2 separate regions of the Mus musculus genome follow, and region 2 is linked to region 1. A link is a contact called in public Hi-C data. All regions are on one chromosome and are shown on one strand. The core of a region is the stretch at or near the end of the contact, and the rest is flanking DNA. Distances in the headings are between cores, read along the strand shown. Region 1 overlaps Osbpl10 (oxysterol binding protein-like 10). Region 2 overlaps Gm39447 (a long non-coding RNA gene).

Region 1 (4,022 bases), core at 179-2,678:
CGTGTGTGTGTGTGTGTGTGTGTGTGTGTGAAGTCCTGTGTATGTGTGTGTGCCTCTCTGTGTATATGTGTGTGTGCATGCCTTTGTGTGTGTGTGCATACCCCTGAATGTATGTGTGTATATGCCTCTATATGTATGTGTGTGCATGCCTGTGTGTGTATGTGTGTCTCTGTGTGTATGCCTTGTACATTTGTGTGTTTGTGTGTACATGACTCTGTATGTGTGTGTACATGACTCTGTGTATATGCGTGTATGTGTGTGTGCCTATGTGTGTGTATGTGTGTATACACACGCATGTGCATGTTTGTAGATGCCCATGCATGCCTGTGGATGTGTGTGGAGGCCAGAGGTCAACAGCAGGTGTCCCCAATTGTCATAGACCATACTCTTTGAGAAAGGGTCTCCCCACTGAACCTACTGCTTGCCAATTCTGCTAGACTGGCCCACCCAGGACCTCTGAGAATCACCCTGTGTTTGCTCCCAGTGCTGAAGTCACACTGGACTTTTGTGGGGGTTCTGGGGATGGAACTTGGGTCCTCCTGTTTTTATGGCAAGCACTTCACCAACTGAGCTACCGCCCCAACCATACAATAAGCTCCTGAGAAGAACGGAAGTAGAGTGTGACAACATATTGCTGTGTAGGAGATCCAATTTGGCCTGTCACAGAGACCTGTGAGCATGAGCAACACACAGGAGGACCAGGGCCAGAAGTGTGAGCTGAGTGAAACCACCGAGTTCAGGACCACAGATATCAGTCTGCGGGACGCAGTGGGCACAGCAGGCGGACAGGGACAGAAGACAGCTGGTGTGTCCTGAACAGTGTGAGACAGCAGGTGCACCATCTCAGGCCCTGGCAGAAGGCAGAGCCTGGCAAACATGAGAAGCGCCAGGCTTTGATAGCAGGGACCTGGAGAAGTTCAGGAAGGACGCTGCAAAGACGTGAAACAAAGTATCATTCTATAGTGAGGTTCCCTGCGGAGGACAGGAAGCGGGGGCTGCCGGTCAGAGGCTACTGCGGCAGCCTGGGAGAGACCAAAATGCCTAATCCAAGTAGAGACAGGCTGTAGACTGTCTGGCAGCATGCTCGCCTAGCAGACACCAGGCTCTGGGTTGGTCCCCCGCACATCACATGGTGGAGTATGCCCAGGATGCCCACCCTTGGGATGTGGAGGCAGGGGCATGAGATGCTCAAGGACACCCTTGGTTACAGGACAAGTTCAAGGCTAGCCTGAACCACGTGAGACCCCGTCTCAGATAGACAGACAGATACACACACAGACAGATGATGGTCACAAAACACAGAACATATTCAGATGGGGCGGGATGGGAAGACAGCAGCTAAGAGAGTCACTCTTTCTCCTGCAGCCCTGCACTCTGTGGCTCCACCGGATGAATTAGAGGCCAGGTGCCTAGCCAGGGACAATGGTGTGGGTGTTTCTGCTGCATAAATAGCTCACTGCCATCCACCCCGTTTCACACGAGAGGACAAGGTTTAAAACAAACTGGACAGGAATAAACATCCATGTCTTAGGTTCGCTATACCTTCCGGGTGTTTGCTTGCCTTCACCATTCCAAGATCAATCCCTCTGCTGTAACACTCTGCTTCCATTGGCCAGGATATTTTTAAGTTCCTGGGGAGGGAGGGGGGCTGTATTGATCGCCTACAAATGTGGGAACTCTTCTTTCCCTGAGATGTAGGGAGAAGGCAGCAGCTCCCCTGGGGCCAGAAAGGAGCACTGTGCATTTAGCTGTCACTTAACTGGGTGATTGGTGACACCAGGAACCTGCTTCTACAGCAGAGGAACCTGGTCAGAGGCGGTCCAACAGTGTCAACCTGAGGTCACAGGAGACACAGTTCGTTGAGCGGAAAGGAAATGTCCTAAAATATATACACGTTAAGCTAGGAACACAACACAGTCAGTAAAATACTTACCACACAAAGACACCTGAGTTTGGTCCCCAAAAGTCATGTAAGAAAAAGTCAGTTTGCCATGCCCACACCAGGGGAAGGCCAGTATAGACAGGAGGGTCCCTGGGGCTCTCTGGCCTGCCAGCCTAGCCAAGTGACAAGTTCCAGGTCAAAGTGAGACCCTGATTCAAAACAAAGGTGAATGGCAAATGAGGAAGGACACCAAAAATCATTCTCTGCCTCCCCCCCCACATACACATACAGAAAGAATATACACGTATTTATATAGCTTGGGGTGGGGGGATGCTGGAGAGATAACTCAGAAGAGCATTAGTTGATCTTGCAGAGACTAAGATTTAGTTCTTAACAGCACCCTCATGGTGACTCACAACCATCTTCCAGGAGCTCTCGCGCCCTCTTCTGGCCTCTGCTGGCACTGCATGCACATGGTGCACAGACACAGTCATACCTATAAACTACCAAAAACCCACCCATAGATCAATGAACAAAGTAAATAACTTTCAAGCCCCAGACTGCCAGCTAGGCTTTCTGTGGCCTCTCAGGCAATGTTTCTAGAACAATCTTCATCCTGTGAAGCTATTAAAGCCATCAGTCATTTCCTCTCTGGATCCTATCAACCATGGGGCTTCTGCATCTTTGGCCTTTTGTTTCGGGAGGCAGTTTCTGAGGTACCTGGAGCCTGGTCCTGAAAAGGGAACCAGCAGAATGGAACACGAAAGATGCCATTAACTCTACCGCTCAGCTGCTAATGAAGGCTGCTGTTAGTAGCTCAAGGTTAAAAGAGAGGGAAGGGGGGACTTCTAAATTGTCACATCTCAGCAAATTATTTCATTAGCAAAAGAGAAAAAATTGAAATGAACCGTTCTACAGTGATTCGCTGATTCTGCTGAGCCACTCTGGCATCCTGACCATTTCAGTCCCCTCTCTTGGATCGAATGAGCACACACGGAGATTTACATAAACCCTCAAGCCAGCTTCCCTTCCCAGGGCCTCTCTCCACAGCCCGGCTGCCAACAAACAACACTTGGCCTTCAGCAACATCGCACCCACCAGTACTTGAACTGCCCTCCCTCTCAGGGGCAGCTTTAAAACCAGCCACCTAACACCTGTACACTTACAGGAATAATGGTAGCGGTAACAGGTGGAGGCCAGGAAGAGGCTCAGTGGATACTGCGCTTACTGACCAAGCACAAGAACCCGAGCAGACCTGCACTCCCCTCCTAAGCCACCTCAGCCTGAATCAGAGGCCCCCTGGTTTATTCAGAGCTCCCAAGCAGAGAACTTCAGGTTCAAGGTCGTGTGATGTTTGTTGCTTTGATCCTTTTCATCACAATGGCTTAAGTCTTACAGGAGACCAAGCAGGGGCCCTTAGAAAATATGGCAGCCACACATCCTCCGATATGGCTGCCACATTCCAGTTGCTATCTGAGTTACAGCCCTACACGCTAAGCCCAGGATGCCCAGCACAGGGCTTTATAACCATGGAGCGGGGATACCCAAGGCCCACAGTGCAGGCCGTAAGTAGCATAGGGGTTTGCCAACTTTTCTGAACAAGGCCGGAAAGTATTTTCAGACACGGGGGCCCTTGCAGCAGCTGTAGTGACTACATCGGCTGATGTCATAAAACCAGAAGCAGCCGCCTCAGAAAATAAACAGAAAGCTATGAGAGAGCACACTTATCTGTGACCTAGCACACCTATCTCTTGTGAAACAAGAGGATCAGAAGTTGAAGGTCATCCTCAGCTACATAGTGACTCATGAGCTATGTTGTGTTTACAAATAAGAAAGGATCGAGGGCTGGAGAGATGGCTGTCCTTCCAGAGGCCCTTAGTTCAATTCCCAGCAACCATATGGTGGCTCACAACCATCTATTATGGGATCTGGTGCCCTCTTCTGAGAGCTACTCAATAAGATAAGTAAATACACTGTCTTCAGACAGTGTACTCAATAATATAAATAATATAAATAAATCTTTAAAAGAAAGGAGATGGGGATAGATAGACGGTAAGTTTAGGATCTCCCAAAACAAAATAGATTAGTGGATAAAAGTCCTTGCTATCAAGCCAAGCTGAGGTGATCCCCTGGGAGTCAC
Region 2 (3,798 bases), core at 297-2,796, 440 kb before region 1:
ATAAGGATAAATACATTTTCATTAAAGGAGGGGGGAATCAACTTCCACCCAAAGCATTACATTAGGAAGAAAACTTAATGGCATTTGCTCCAACCTTCTGGATATTTTCTCCTTGATGGCCTACTGGGGCAAAAATTAGTGAATGTAGAAGTTACAAAATAGTCTCTGGCATTAGAGAAAACCTTTGCAGCTGTGAGCCTGGGAGTCGGGGTGGGGGGGGGAGGCAGATGCCCATCCCCAGCTCCCTTCCATAGAGAGAGCATGAAGAGCCTCCTCAAATAGGCACAGAGCTTCAGGCTCTGACCTCTCCAGCAATTCTGGTTTCCTTCACTACCCAAGATGTTTAGTAGTGATATTTCTGTCTGGAGACTTGTTTCTGATGTCAACAGGAGTGGACATTAACAAGACACCTTGGGACAGTCCTTGGCTCATACAGCAGCTGTGGAGACATTCTTAGTTGTCTCTGTGTAGAGCAAAGAGAGCCAGGGTAGTCAGCTCCATTCCCAATCCTGTCTGTAACCTAACATAGCACCTACCAACCCTGCCTGGAGCTCTCTCGCTGCAGGGAGTGTCCCTCCCCATTGCTGGTGTACAGAAGTCAGGAAAGAGCCCTGGCAAAGAGTTTAAGAGGTCAGTCATGACCTCACATAGCCCAGCACTCCTAGCCTCACCCCTCCATCCAGAGGTCCCTTGCTAGGGGACTAGCCATTGTAGAGGGGGATCTCCCAGTCACCTTAGCCAAGTGGCAGGTCTCAAAGAGCTTTCAGACTAAACACCTTCTGCCCCAGCAGTTCCTCTTCTCCTTCTCCTTCTCCTTCTCCTTCTCCTTCTCCTTCTCCTTCTCCTTCTCCTTCTCCTTCTCCTTCTCCTTCTCCTTCTCCTTCTCCTTCTCCTTCTCCTTCTCCTTCTCCTTCTCCTTCTCCTTCTCCTTCTCCTTCTCCTTCTCCTTCTCCTTCTCCTTCTCCTTCTCCTTCTCCTTCTCCTTCTCCTTCTCCTTCTTCTTCTTCTTCTTCTTCTTCTTCTTCTTCTTCTTCTTCTTCTTCTTGATTTATTTATTTATTTTATGGATCTGAGTACACTGTTGCTCTCTTCAGACACACCAGAAGAGGGCATCAGATCCCATGACAGATGGTTATTAGCCACCATGTGGTTGTTGGGAATTGAACTCATGACCTCTGGAAGAGTAGTCAGTGCTCTTAACCACTAAGCCATCTGGGATACAGCAGGAGGCTTTTGGTTCATGACACCCCCTGTCATGAGACAGTTACCACATGATCCACCTGATAGTCAAGTCTATACTGTTCAGAGTACTACTACATAGTAAATCAGGGCCTCTCCTAGTCTGCCTCTCTATCTGTTTGCTAGAGTTAACACCTGACTGCTGCTTTCATTCTGCTTGGCCGCTTCCTATGGAAATCACTGATGTGGACAAAAACCCCAACAGAACTTCCTGGGACTTTTTAAAAGTCAGAGCCAGTCACCACAGACCCATTTGCATGAGCTCTTGATCTTCTGGCAAGAAAACTTAATCAGCAGGCCAGACTGCTCCTGAGGAGGCTCTAGATGTCAGGAAGTCTCGAAGCCTGAGCTGGTTAGTCATGCTTAAGACAGAGCCCAGGCTTCCTCCAGAGAGTACTTGATTAGCAGGTAACAACCAGCCACCCATGTCAACACAGGACCCACGCTGACAGCAGACAGTATGCTTGGAAGAACAGTGGCCTAACACACAATAGTGCAGGCCGGGCCTTTAGCATCATCACCGTGCAGGTGTTAGGTGTGAGCGCCCCATCCCCACAGCAGGTGCATGGCATATGCCACTGGGGCCAAGGTTAGGGTTCAGTGGCTAAAGTTGTGGTACTGAGGAGCTGACGTATTTCCTAGTGTGTATGGTGGGAGTGGGGGGACTGTCTCTGGGATACACGTGCATGAAGAGAGAGACAACCATCCAACCATTTACATGTCTAAACCCCGAGTGAGCCATGCATACCCTCTCCATTCCTATATTCCTCCCAGGAAAGGTGTATGCTTTTGTTTTTGTTTTTGTTTTTGTTTTGTTCCCCTTATATTACTTACTGCTTCTTTCCATTAGAGGGAAAAGTCATACATCTTCATCACGCAGACTCAACCGAAAGTAAGAACGTGGAGAGGGTTAGCGACACCCTCCCCTGGCACAGACAAGCAGGTACCATTCTCATGAGGCTCCTCTCGGGGTTTTCTTTATGCCCTCAAATTTAGGTCACAATATATACATAAAACAGTAACCTGCTGTTCAGTTTGAATCCTAGAAGGAATAAGGTATAAATAAATTAAGATAAATTAAGATTGGTTTCATAAAAGGCTGTTTGCATAGAAATGGCAAAGCAAAGAAAGCCACAGGACATAGCACAGGGCCACAGGGCTCATTATAGTAAGAAGTATTGTCTCTGGGCCCATGGCTGGGCTCAGGAGTAAGGTCACCAGAACCCAGAGGCAGAGAGAGACAACTGGAGAGTCTCCCAGGAAGCGCTGGGATTCTCTGTCCAGAAACAAAGCCATCCTCTGGCAAACAGATAAGTGTGGCAGCCAGTAGAATACAGCCTACAACTCCCTTCTGTAGGCTCCCCTGCCCCGTCCCCTCCTGTTCTTGCCATGGACCCAATGGGAGCCAGAGGGCAGGGTATGCATCAAGCTATAAACCAAGGGGAAGGCAAGCCTTTCCATAAAGAACCATAGTTCAACCATCTGGACTGTAGGCTTTCTAATATAAATCCCATCTGTAGGTATAGTGTGCATGCATGCTGTCACAGAAAACACTTCAGTATACCATGAGCTCCATCATGGAAAACACTTCCATAGATGCTTTGGGTGTGACACCACTGTCATGTCTGGCCTGCAAACTCTGGTAGAGACCACATGGGTCACTCTCCCAGACCAGACAGGAGAGCAGCAAAACCCAGAACCCAGATGGAGAAGGCTTCATGAGAACATCCAGCAGCTTCATGCATTGATTTGATGCCCCATGGGCATTTCCTGCATCCAATCTTGATTAATTCTATAATAGGGTAATTAATCAGAAACAGGGTAAATAGTTTGACAAATATTACCAAAATCGTATCTATATACTACTATATATGTATACACTCAGAAGTGTGTATGTGTGTGTACCTCTTACATGTAGGAAATGATTCAATATCCCCACTAGATGCCTAGTATCCTAGTTCTAAGTTCTATACATACCATGGCTTTTGACCTTCCACTTTTTCACATAAGAGAAGTACCTTATTTCCTCTATGTGACACATCCAAAGAGCGGCCATCCTGACTTTCAGGCTTTGAGACCATTATCAAGTAAGGCCCACTTGAACACAAATGCTCTGACACTATTACAAGTGATCTCTTCACGGCAAAGGCCACACGGTAACTAACGGGTGGGTAGTGTGTGTAGCACGGATTTGCTGCACAAGGGAGCATCCATGACCTGGAAAGAGTAGGAAAAGGCAAAATCTCACCATGCTACTCAAAGCAGTTTGAAACTGAAAGCTCAAATAGTTTACTTTTAGAATTTTCCATTAATATTTTTGACTCACAGCTAACCATGGTAACTGAAACCACAAAAAACACAGATTACAAATAAACAGAAACAACAGTAGATAAAATTAGGAACTTGCTTGATACCTCTAGTTCCTCAGACTTTATTTAGTTTGTATGTGTTCCTCCTAGTGTTACCAGAGTAACTTAAGGAGGTTCAAGTATTCAATATGTGTCCAAATTAAATATGAAATGATTGAGTGGTTAAAAATGTAGCAGATCACCTTGCAAA

What was found. Hi-C and Micro-C count contacts between places; a contact is called where the count stands out from the background.
Region 2: a Hi-C map of centroblasts shows a contact between it and region 1, with 2.4 times the contacts expected there. The contact joins two enhancer-like sites.

The regions. Positions count from the first base shown.
Region 1 is chr9:115,042,382-115,046,403 of GRCm38.p6, reverse strand. All of the region lies in intron 1 of Osbpl10 (oxysterol binding protein-like 10), which reads right to left. Among named protein-coding and RNA genes, the nearest start is that of Rps27rt, 62 kb to the right of the region's middle. Within about 2 kb of position 1,428, at least 41 of the 459 cell types and tissues checked have an H3K27ac peak or open chromatin away from gene starts, as enhancers often do. A contact at or near this core is called in centroblasts, where this site is marked.
Region 2 is chr9:115,487,174-115,490,971 of GRCm38.p6, reverse strand. The region is part of intron 2 of Gm39447 (a long non-coding RNA gene); the gene reads right to left. Among named protein-coding and RNA genes, the nearest start is that of Gm39447, 39 kb to the right of the region's middle. Within about 2 kb of position 1,546, at least 35 of the 459 cell types and tissues checked have an H3K27ac peak or open chromatin away from gene starts, as enhancers often do. A contact at or near this core is called in centroblasts, where this site is marked.